Regions from separate parts of the Ovis aries genome. Here region 2 is linked to region 1. A link is a contact called in public Hi-C data. All regions are on one chromosome and are shown on one strand. Each heading gives the region's core, a stretch centred on a gene start, on an enhancer-like site or on the middle of the called end of the contact. The rest is flanking DNA. Distances are from core to core; before and after follow the strand shown.

What was found. A called contact is a pair of places that touch in the nucleus more often than the background predicts.
Region 2: a Hi-C map of liver shows a contact between it and region 1, with 2.3 times the contacts expected there. The contact joins the promoter of DPF3 here to the enhancer-like site in region 1. A contact is called at or near these places in 3 of 16 Hi-C or Micro-C datasets (hypothalamus, liver and muscle).

What each region holds. Positions count from the first base shown.
Region 1 is chr7:82,393,245-82,399,381 of ARS-UI_Ramb_v3.0, reverse strand. All of the region lies in intron 1 of DPF3 (double PHD fingers 3), which reads left to right. Among named protein-coding and RNA genes, the nearest start is that of DPF3, 94 kb to the left of the region's middle. Within about 2 kb of position 3,606, at least 7 of the 54 cell types and tissues checked have an H3K27ac peak or open chromatin away from gene starts, as enhancers often do. A contact at or near this core is called in liver and muscle, where this site is marked.
Region 2 is chr7:82,486,837-82,492,547 of ARS-UI_Ramb_v3.0, reverse strand. It overlaps DPF3 (double PHD fingers 3), which reads left to right and starts at 1,901. Exons shown (of 11, transcript XM_012181974.4): 1 at 1,901-1,945. The coding sequence starts at 1,914.

The DNA.
Region 1 (6,137 bases), core at 2,357-4,856:
TTTTTGCTTCAAATTTATTTAAAAATTGAAGTAGAGTTGCTGTACAATAATATGTACATTTCAATGTACACCTTCAATATTCTCTAGTTTAGGGCAGAACCTTACTCCTCAGAATCTCACAATTGCTATAAGAGTTCTCCAGTGCTCTTTGCTGCAGAACCCACCTTTGCCAGACAGAATAGGGGCCCCTTGAAGATGTCCACACCCTAACTCCTGGAACCTTGACTATGGAGAAAGCGAGTTGGCGGATGTGATTAAATTAAGGATTTTGAGAAGGGGAGGTTATCCTGGATTATGTGACTGGGCTCGATGTAATCACGGGGGTCCTGGTAGAGGGAGGTGGGAGGCTCAGACTCTCATGGGGATGTGACCGTGGAAGCAGAAATCAAAGTGATGCAGTGGAGGAAGGGGTCACAAGCCAAGGAATGTGGGCCGCCCTAGAAGGTGAAAAAAGCCAGGAAACAAGTTCTCCCTTAAGGCCTCCAGAGGGAATGCGACCTGGCTGACACCTTGATTTTAACCCTTGGGGCTCATTCTGGACTTCTGCCCTCCAGGACTGTCAGATTCTGTTGTCTTGTGGCACTAAGTTTGTGGCCACTTGCTAGAGCAGCAGTGGGAAACCACTACCCCACCTTTCCACGTGTCCTGTTGAATATTCTGAAGTTCCAGCCTGCTAAGGCGTTCCCTCCTTTGTGACCAAGTGCCCTTTCAGAAAGGGGATAGAAGCCCTTGACCCACCCCTAGGGAAGGTCTGTGCCGTGAGTTAGGTTCCTGCTGGTGTGGCTAGTTTGCATGGAATCATTCACATATGGTTGTGCCTCTGAGCATGGATCCTATTGGCTAGATAGCTGACTGGTGGTAGGGGTGCTAGCTGAGCCACTGAGCTATTTTATTTTTTAATATATTCTGCTGCTCTTCATCCTTGGGGATGGGGAGGCCTGTGGAACAGACAGTACTGTCTGGGAGTGACCCCCAGCTGTCTTTTCTGCCACTGGTGGTAGAAGCAATTGGAGGTGGGACTCCACACCATAGTAATGACAGCTAATATAGATTGATCACTCAGAGTGAGGCTATCTCATCTGTTCTCGGTGGCCTATGATGACGGTGATATTATCCCATTTTACAGAGGAGGAAAGTGAAGCTCAGACTGGTCAACAGGTCACAGAACAAATAAATGAGAAGCCAAGACTCAAACCTGGCCTCCTAATGCCAGCGCCCAGCCCTTTACTGAAATGTTTGCTGCCCCTCCCATGGTGTGGCGTGCCTGGAGCAAGCACTCCTGCCTACTAGCTCAATGACTGGATGGCTGTCACTCAGACAAACCAGGGGCAGCTTTGTGAATCCCCATCCGGGGATTCAGAGAATGGACTGAGGGGCTGCCAGGAAGCCCAGCTGGACGGCGAGGAATTTACTCTTGCAGGTGCACAGACAGCATGGAGCTGGCTCTCTCGCTTAGCACCCCGTACCTGGGCTCGTGGGTGGACCTGATGAAATTCTTGAGTTTGCTGATGTCAGGCGCCAAGCAGGAAGTGGGGGTGGCAATCCCTCAAGGTCTCTATTTTCCCAGGGCTTCCCTCACCCATCTTTAGGTGCTCCAAATGGCCCAGCTAGGGTGGGAATTGAGTGCGGGTTTGTTAATTTCCTCTGTTCCTTCTCGAATATGGAGGAGAGATGGGAGGAAAGAGTGAGGATGGAGTTAAACTTAGTGTGAAGCTGCAGGTTGGAGGGGAGCCCACGTGCCTTCCCTTGCTTAGAAATTACCCACGTCTCTAATAAATTGGCAGCTTGTGTGGCTACTTCCTCCCTTTTGCTTTCTTTTATATCTTGCTTTTGTGAGAGAGAATTTACCACTGATGAGCCTCATGCCAGATAATGAATAGAAGGCAAGTGACCCCAGCTGTCTCTGCCCTATACCATCCCCAGGAATGTCTTGTCAGCCCTAGTGGTCTTCTTTGCCCAGCCAGTTTGTATGGGACGATGCAGCTTCATTAAATTGCCTCATAACTGCTGTCTGACAGTTTTGATTTCCTTCCTCTCCAGGTCTCCCACAACTTATTACTCTGTTTGCAACACTGGGCAGAGCGAGGCAAAGATGTTGATTTTCCTTCTTTTGTTCTCAGTTTCTCTGAATATTAATTGCATCTAATGATGTTTGCCATTCTCCTATCTTTTGTGTTGTTTAGTGGCTAAGTCACGTCTGACTCTTTGCTCTTTTGCTGCTGTTCTTGTTTAGTTGCTAAGTGGTGTCTGACTCTTTGCGACCCCATGGACTGTAGCCCACCAGGCTCCTCTGCCCATAGGATTTCCCAGGCAAGCATACTGGTGTGGGTTGCCATTTCCTCCTCCAGAGGATCTTCCTGACCCAGGGACTGAACCCGCATCTCCTGCATTGGTAGGTGGATTCTTTACCGCTGAGCCACCAGGAAAGCCCTCTCTTATCTTTAGGGAAGATTATATTGTTGGTATTTAAAGGGAAGAGCAGGGAATCTTTTTGTTTTGGCAACACCGTGTGGCATGCAGGATCTTAGTTTCCTGGCCAGGGATCAAACCTGTGCCCCCTGCATTGAGAGCGCAGACTTTTAACCACTGGCCTGCCAGGGAAGTCCCGGGCAGGGAATGTTTTTGATTAGAGTGAAAGTATTCAAATTCCAGTTGTGCACAGATTTAAAGCTGAGTTCTGTGTGTTTTAAAATGGTCTTTTTTTGGTTTGTTTTAAAGAATATTTTCTGTTCTGGATGTTTTCCAAACAGTCTATAAAATGCTGTGGGAGCCATTCACCTAGAGACGTCACATCAGTGATTTAAGATTTAGAGGGACTAGGGGAGAGAAGGTTCAGGAAGGCTCTGGAGACTTGGGGCCCATCTCACGCTGGGTCACCAGAAACATCCTCTGCTAATTGGACCTCATCCTGTCAGGACACGTCAGACAGGGCTTGGTGGGGGTGGGATGGTCTGGACGTGCAGGTGTCACTGCTGTGGGTCCTGGGAGTGCTTGTTACTCCGGGGAACGAGCTGGCCAGCAATCATGTGGACTGAGGTCAGGAGACTGTGCTGAGCTGGGTTCTCCAGGAAGCCAGGAGCCAGGACTGAAGTCTGGACTATTTTGGGCTGTGTGGTGGCAGAGCTGGGGTGTGTGTGTGTGTGTGTGTGTGTGTGTGTGTGTGTGTGTGTGTGTGTGCGCATGCGCGTGTGTGTGCCTGTGTGCATCATTACGAGTCTATATCCTCCAAAAATCACTCCCAAGACTAAAAATGTGTGTGTTTTTTTTTGCCATTGCCTTCCAAAAAAGAAAACAAGTCTTTATAGTCTTTGAATTGTGTTAATGGGGAATATTAGGTCCCACAGCAGGAAGGCTTTCTCCCTTTTTGTTGCCACCTGGTCCCTCCGCCCTCCTCTGGAGTTTCCTCGTGACTGTCTGGAACATGGAGATGGAGGGTCCGAGCCTGTGGGTGGGTTTGTTGAAATGCTGCTGTGGGCACCAGGATGAGCACACACGGCTCCCTGTCAGCTCTGTAGAAAGGAGCGGTGGGGGCCTGTCATTCCAGACAGCCTGGAGCCCTCCACTCCCTTCCCTAGCCCACACCTCCACTCCACCTGACTTGCTTCTGACCTTGGGTGGCCGGTGACTCTGGACTGTCTCCCTGGACTGGGTTTGAGTCTGTGACCTTGCCGAGTTAAGGGGCTGGCCTGTGAGGTCACCTGGACTGGTGGGAAATTAAAGTCTGAGGATGTGGACTGATATGTACTTTGATCTCCAACCTTGGCCACTTAGTAGCTTTGTGGCTTTGGTTAAGTTCCCTGTCCTCTTTGAGCTGCAACTTCCTCATCTGTCGGTTTCAGGGAGGATGACCCACGTGGCAGCTGAGTCCCATACCTGCCACACTTCGGTGGCCTGACAAGTGTGATCGCTGAGGCTGGGGGGCCACCAGCTTTGTGTGAATTACCGGCACACCATCTGAGGGGTCCCCAGCAGGCTGCCACCGAGGAGCCTGAGTCCAGCAAAGGACACCCCTGCCCTGGGTGCAGTCACCTGTGCTTTCCCATTCCAGTCCTGGGCGGAGGCTGTGGTCCCTGCAGGGCCTCCCTGGAGTGCCCCTCTCCCGCTCTGTGGTTGGCAAAGGGCAGAGTCTGCCAGGAAAACCTTCAGCCAGCAAGTCACCATTTATTTATAGGTCTTGGAAGGAGACAGCCCCCAGGCTGTAGGGAAGGGCCTGGCGGAGGCAGCTGCAGGGAGCAGGGGCAGCCGAGGGGGCAGTGACTGCAGGGGGTGGTGGTGGTTCTGGAGGAGGTGCAGAGGCTGGGCAGAGTTTGCATGTTGGAGACTCGGGGTTCCAGCGGAAAGCCGCTGCTTCACCCGGAGATGGCTATTTATGAAAGTGTGGACAGGGGAAGGTACAAGGAGATGGCAGCGCCCCAGGATGAGGTCAAGGGGAGAGGGGACAGTCCCTGGGATGGCAGAGGGCAGCTGTGTGTGGAGAGGGCTGCCCGACAGGAGCTGTGACCTTTAGTAGAAGCTGCAGCCACCCCACAGTGACCCAGCGAGGAGGTAGCCGAGGGAATTCAGACCCCATCTCACTCTTTTCCTTCTCTCTGATCTGCCCCTGGCACCTGTGGCTGGCCCAGGCCACCAGAGGCAGAGGGGAGGGAGCAAGTGGCTGACTGTGCAGGAGTCCTGGGGGGACATGGCAGGGAGAAGCATGGCAGAGAGAAAACTGGGAAGGGCCAATGGAAGAGATTCGGGGAGGCAGACAGAATAGGGGCTGGACTCAGTGTACCTCTGTGCGGTCCTGGGGGAGTGTGTAAGCTCTCCAAGCCTCAGTTTCCTCATCTGTAAAATGGGAATGGTAAAGACAGTCTCTGTCACATTGGGGTATAATGAAATACTAAGTACTCAGCAAGGTTCCTTGTGTACTGTAAATGAAGATCACACAGATCAGCTGGGTTCACATGAAAGTGTCCAGCTGAGCAGCTGCCATGTATTGTGTAAGGCCTAATGGGGTATCATTTATCCAGTGCCCACGTGATACTTACTGAGTGCCTCCTCTGCCAGGTACCCAGCCCTAGGCACTGGGAATACAAGGGTGAACAAGCCAGACCAGTCTTTCCTCCTAGGAGCTGACATATCTAAGCGGGGGGAAGACAGGTAGCAAGTAAATATAAATAAAATAAGTTTTAATAGTTGGCAAGGTGCTGAAAAGACCATAAACCAGAGTGATGGGTGAAGAATAGGTGCTCTCTGAGGGGGTGGGCTGAGCAGAGCGGGAGGAGCAGAAGCAGCCAGCCCTGTAACGACCAGAGGATGCCTGTAGAGGGGGCTGCAGGCCCCCTACCAGGAGGAGGATGGTGTTTCAAGGCAGACAGGCTTCGGGGAGCTGGGCACCGGTTGGATCATGGCGTCACCATCTAGGGTGAGGGGGAGGTCTGGCGTCTACACATGAGCAGTGACCGTGAGCTGTTTTTCTTATTATTTAATACTGCTAAATCACTTCAGTCATGTCCGACTCTGTGACCCCATAGACAATAGCCCACCAGGTTCCCCCGTCCCTGGGATTCTCCAGGCAAGAACAGTGGAGTGGGTTGCCATTTCCTTCTCCAGTGCATGACAGTGGAAAGTGAAAAGTGAAAGTGAAGTTGCCCAGTCGTGTCCGACTCTTCGAGACCCTATGGACTGCAGCCTACCAGGCTCCTCCGTCCATGGGATTTGCCAGGCAAGCATACTGGAGTGGGGTGCCATCGCCTTCTCCATATTATTTAATACATATTATTATTTTAGAAAAAGGTGGTGTAAGTAGGTTCAATTCAGTTCAGTCGCTCAGTCGTGTCCGACTCTGCGACCCCGTGGACTGCAGCACATCAGGCCTCCCTGTCCTTCACCAACTCCCGGAGTGTACTCAAACTCGTACCCATTGAGTTGGTGATGCCATCCAACCATCTCTTCCTCTGTTGTCCCCTTCTCCTTCTGCCCTCAATCTTTCCCAGCATCAGGGTCTTTTCCAATGAGTTGGTTCTTCGCATCAGGTGGACAAAGTATTGGAGCTTCAGCTTCAGCATCAGTCCTTCTAATGAATATTCAGGACTGCTTTCCTTTAGGACTGACTGGTTGGATCTCCTTGCAGTCCAGTGGGTATAATGTAAAAC
Region 2 (5,711 bases), core at 652-3,151, 95 kb before region 1:
TTGGGCTTTTTAATGTTGTCAAGGCCCATCACAGGCAAAGTATTAGCTTTTGAACCAATCCCTTGACAAATTAATAAAGGACCAGACTTTTCAAATTTTAATTTTAGAAAAGGGGAATAACTTTTCAAATTGTAAGATGCTGTGCAAGAAGTTACACAGGGAGTTTGGGATTAGCAGATGTATGATGCAGATGTAAACTATTATACACAGAATGGATAAACAACAAGGTCCTACTGTATAGCATAGACAACTATATTCAATATCCTATGATAAACCATAATGGAAAAGGATATTAAAAAAATGCGTATGTATAACTGAACCACTTTGCCGTGCAGCAGCAATGAACACAACACTGTAAATCAACTGTACTTCAAAAAAAAAAAGTTACACAGCAATCTATAGAACTTGACTCTGCTATTAACTTGGCAGAAAGAAGGGGTTAAAAATGTCAAGCCTTACAAACATATTGATTCAGTCCTCTTCTGTTTATCTGTAACTTTAATAGTGTGTGGAATTGAACTCTGAAAATTCTGGAACATAAAACAATTTTTATTTATTGTATCCATTGCTTTGAGAGCAGCTTTGAGAAAGGAAGTGAGAGGGCACAGTTTTGAAAACCTGGCAATTTGGCATCTCCTCTCCCCTTTTTTCACCCCTCCCCCACTATTTTAGCTATTTGACCCGATTAAACAACTTTGGGACGGGAGCCAGATTTCTGTATGCTAACGAGGCCGCTATTCATGCTTTAGTGCGATTTCATCCCCCCAGAGCTTCCAGGCTGCCCAGTGGAAGCTTGGCTTCGCAGAAGTCTTCTGATTTTGTCGGGGGTTCACCAGTGAGTAGTTCGCACTGGCTTGAAGCAGACAGAGACTCTCTGAACGCCTCGGGTCACATCGGATTATTCATTAGCAAAGTCTTTTCACCTTCTATCTAATCAGCTTAAGGTGACTCCAGAATCGGGTGTGCTACTCCCCGAAAGAGACCCTGGCAACATCCAGCCTAGGTTCCACAACTTTTGGCTGGTTACTCGCTTTCCTGGGAGCAAAAAGTTTGCAAAGTTCCTTTAAATCTCCTCTTCCCTAAGCCTAAAGGTCAAGGTGCCAGGGCCCAGTTAGCTCCCAAGTCAGCTGGAATCTGACCATTTCAGAAGTTTCTGGTGTGTGTGAGAAGAGAAGAGGGGGTAGTCGGGATCCGTCAGAGTGACCACCTCGCATTACGTAACGAAAGCCCAGGGAGCGAGCTTGACATCAAGACATTCCAGGGGGAGGGGAGCTGCTGTCCTGGAGTCTCCAGGAACGGCGGCGGCATTTCAAGAAGCCAAGAAGGGAAGGTGCCCGAGATAAAGACAACACTTCGGGAAGGAGAATATAAAACAGCCGCAAGACTCAGAGGATTAGCAAACGACAGGACACGTGTTAGACGAAACGGCAGCCTTTCAACTTTTGCATGGGAACAAGGGGATTTGCCGTTTGGGGGATTTAGGAACGTAACAGCAAAGCCAAAAGCTAATGAATGGAGTTCAGCGGTTTGTTGGCAATACTTAAATGTTTCTATCCAGTACTTAAATATTTTCGTCCAGGAGCGCAACTCTCTGCAGTTATTTAGAAAGTAGGGATTCAAATCAAACTAAGATACTTCTCCGTGCGTCTCCACTTTCCCCAATCCGAAAAGGAGCTGCTCGCGCGGTACTGCCCCTTTAAGACCTGCTTGCTCTCGGGCTCTACAAAAGGGAGTGACCTCTGGGCTTTGACAGCTCCCCTAATAACTACCACCGTGCAGGCTCCACCCACTTGGCGACCAGCCGCGCCGATTGGCCGGCGGGCCGGTATCCCGTACTCTGATTGGCTCTCCGCTTCCCCTGAGCGAACCTTTAGAACTCTGAGACAGACAATATTCTGTTACATTGTAGCAAAATGGCGACTGTCATTCACAACCCCCTGAAAGCGTAAGTAAGACTAAAAAATGTACATATTCCGCGTGGTTTCAATATGAAAAAAAAGGCGCCTTCTGCGTGCGGAGCGCTGCCAATGCACAGCGCTTACAGGCACCTACAGCCGTGGCGGGGCTTCTCTCTTTTCTTTCAGCTCTTACTTCTTCATCTTTTTTTTTTTTTTTTCCTAAACCCCAGCGCGCAGAAATGTCAGGAGATGCAATTAACAAGGAGAAAATTGTTACATTTGTGTTCTTTTAAATTGGCGGACCGAGAAGAGAGGGGTTGTCGGTAGGGGAGCCAGGCGCTCGCGAGCTCTACAGCTAGGGGATCGTGGGCAGCTCGGGGACAGCACGGTCCCCTGAGTCTCCCCGGCTTCGCGGGGCGGGGAGCGCGGCGCGCGGCGCGGGGGTGGCGGGGCCGGCCCTGCTGGGGGCTAGCGCTGGACTCTGGGGCCGCCTTGGGCGCACTTGGCTGAGCCCCGCGCCTCCGGAGCCCGCGGCCCCCCGCCCGGCTGCTAGGTCCTCCGGGGCGACCGGACCGCGGCAGCTCTGGAGTTTGCAGGGCGCTCTCTGCCTTCCGATCGCTTGCGGGGAGTTTGTGCAAACCTTCCGGAGTTGGGAGCACCGCAGGGGGGAGCAGCGGGTCCCGGGAGCCCTGGGGCCCAGGTGGTTGCCCGGGGCTTTCCTGCCGGGGCAGCCCCCGGGAACGTGACGGCGCTTCGGGCGGTCGCCGGTGTGTCTACGGGTGTGTTTGTCCGGGAATGGGCTGTAGTAAATGAACGACTCGGGTTAACTTGGGGTTGATTTGGAGACAGGGAAGAGCTGCAGGTCTCATAAATGGTGTTATCGGCTCCTGCGGGTAAATAGCCAAGGCGAGCGAGAGGCAGCTTACTGGGGAGCTCGCCGCCCGAGCCGGCAGCGTCTGCTCACGGCCAGAGCGAGGGGCAGGTGCCTCTGGCCGCCGCCGGGAGACTTTGAGCGGACGCCCAGATCCGGGACGGAGGGGGGCGGGCTGGGCGAGGACACGCAGGGGCCAGCCCCGGGTCCCACAGCCAATTCCTGCCCGCCTTCCTCCCCCACTCCTTTTTATCCTGGCTTCCTTCCTTCCTTCCTTCCAGTCGGTGGAACTGTTAAGCCGCCAAGTCCGCTCGCGATCGCGGAGCCGGGGGTGGTTCGGAAACTAGCATCGCTCTAACAGGGGTGCTACTGGCAGTGATGTTGGCAGAGGGGCGCTCCCTCGGATCGCGGCGCGACGTGGGTGGGTGGCTGGGTGGGGGGTTTGTGCGCCTGGGATTAGGACTTCGCAGCTGGGCTGGAAGCCGCGGGCGAGAGGAGAGAGGGAGGTGCGGGTGTGTGTGTCGGGGGCGGGGGGGGGGCGTTTCGTGCCGGATTCTCTACGGTGCGTGGCTGATGCCCACTCTGGTTCTTTCAACTCAGCGCCTCCGCGTCCGCACCCGCGGCTCCCCTAGGAGTTGAAAGCCAGGTTCGCACGCGGGGTGGGAGGAGGGCAGCGGGGGTGGGGGGGGGGGGTGGGTCTTAACGCCAAGGAAAGCGCCGAGAAAATGGGAAGTGTTTGCACCAGCTATTTCCTATCGGTAATAGGGGAAAAGGGTAGGAATGTCCCAGATTTTGGAGTTTTACATACACACACACACACACACACACACACACACACACACACACACGCGCACACACACACGAACGCTGCTAAGAGGACGTTGGAAGCTGGGGCTGATTAGAGAGCAGCTCCCGGCTTCAGTTCTCGCTCGGAAGCTCCGACACACTGCACTTGAACGCCACAGTGTTTCACCCAAGAAAACAAATGTTTTATGGCAGAATAAATGGGCGTAACTTCGCGGCATCCCCTCTCTTCGTCGCTCTCGCTAGCCACATCGCTGATGCTGTGAGTTTTTAACCGAGCCCACAGCTGATTTGCAGTTTTCACATTTCCAGCCGAAAACGCATAGCGGGGCTGATGCCTCCTGGTAAACTCAAGTTAGAGAAATCTATTTCGCCTGTGCGCCAGGTTTGTTTCCTGTTGGGAAAGCGGTACCCTCGTTACCGTGGAACCCGCTTACGCGCGGGCGGGCGCAATATCTCTGTACTCATTCCTGCCCGCTCCAGTTTTTTGTTTCTGTTTATTTTGGACCGCTGAAGGATGCGTTTTGCGGGGAGGGTGTATATGTGGGGTGGGGTTAGAAGTGCGGAAAGGGACAGAGTCGCGGGCTGGTTATTGGAATTAGTTCTGAATTATTACACTTGTACTTTGTAAATTAGAAACAGTTGCAATGTGATGTATTTGTAATTCCGTGTCGACACACACACACACACACACACACACACACACACACACTAGCATACACACGACACTCCAGTCGGCTTTTTCTAGGTGGCAGTTGAATGGTCATTTATAATTAGCCGCTCATTTTTTGCATCCAGATTCCTTTCCCTGGGGATAAGTGGGTGTAAACAATACCACCAACCAGCCGAGCCTCCTGCGCCCTAGACAGTTTTAAAACTCCTAACACAGGAGCATGCACGACGTTACGGGGAGACCTACATCATCTGCCTTTATTTTGAAAAACAACTTGTTTAATAGAACATCTTATATGTTTCATTTGTTTTTAGAAGTTGCTGATCAGGAAACAATACACACGTGAATAAATTATGCATGGGATAAATTAGAACAAAGCGCAGAGGCACATCAAGCGGAAGGGATGGATGGTGGTGCTGGGAGGAGGGGAGCAGTGAGAAAGGTTTGGAGAGCTACGTTTTTATCCTCCTGTGTCCCTCCTGACAATGAAACGGAGCTGAACAGCATTAGCATTTTCTGTCTGCGTTCAGAGTCTTTTTCTTCCTTCCCTTGAAAAAAAAAAGCCAACACCAAGGACGCCCCCTATAGAAACTGGTCACACAAAGGTTTCCTCTAGGACTGGGGGATAAAGTGGCAGTAGGTAATGTTCTGGAAGAAACGAGCAACACCTCTTTAGGGCTCTGCCTAAGCTGCGTAGGGACCATTTTTCATTATACCAGCTTTTTCCACGTGAAACATTCAGTAATTCAATAGCTTGAATAATATTGGACGGCACAGTTTGAATCTCATTGCTTTGGGGTCTTCTGTTGGGCCCCAAGCTCCTGGAGTCACATCTCCTCTCTCAGCAGTTCAGCTTTCTTCTTGCCTGTCTTTGATCTCCCTTCAACTCCCTTTCTTATTCCTCCTCCTTGTACCCTTCAGCCCCTTCCTCTCTGAAGTTGACAGCCTGGCTTCTCTGTCTGTTGTCGCCTTTAACATCTTATTACTGCCCAACAGGGTGTTAGAGGCAGAAACAGGAGCCGCCTGGACTGATCAGATCACAAAGGGAACGCAGCAGGTGGGCCCACAACCAAGCAGTCACATCTGGGCAGATAGAATATGAAAGCATCGATGGACATGTATGATGTGTAAATAGGTATTGCACATTATTTAATTTAGCAGCTACATTGTCTGAGCCTAGATGTGTGAGTCATCCTTATTTCTTACATGGACAAGCAAGATAAGGGCCGTGTAGGGAAGTAAATACATGTAGGTAACATAAATATGGATTTGATAATCCATTTGTCTATGTGTAAGTCTGCCACATCACCTATCATATTCTGGTTGATTGCTACATACCTAGGGAACATAGTGCCCTTTTTTATTTTTGCTCTGCTATATTCTTAAAAAAATTAAAAAAAAATTTTTATGTTGGGGTATAGTTGATTGACAAACATAATGCTTTAATATAAATTCTAATCTTATT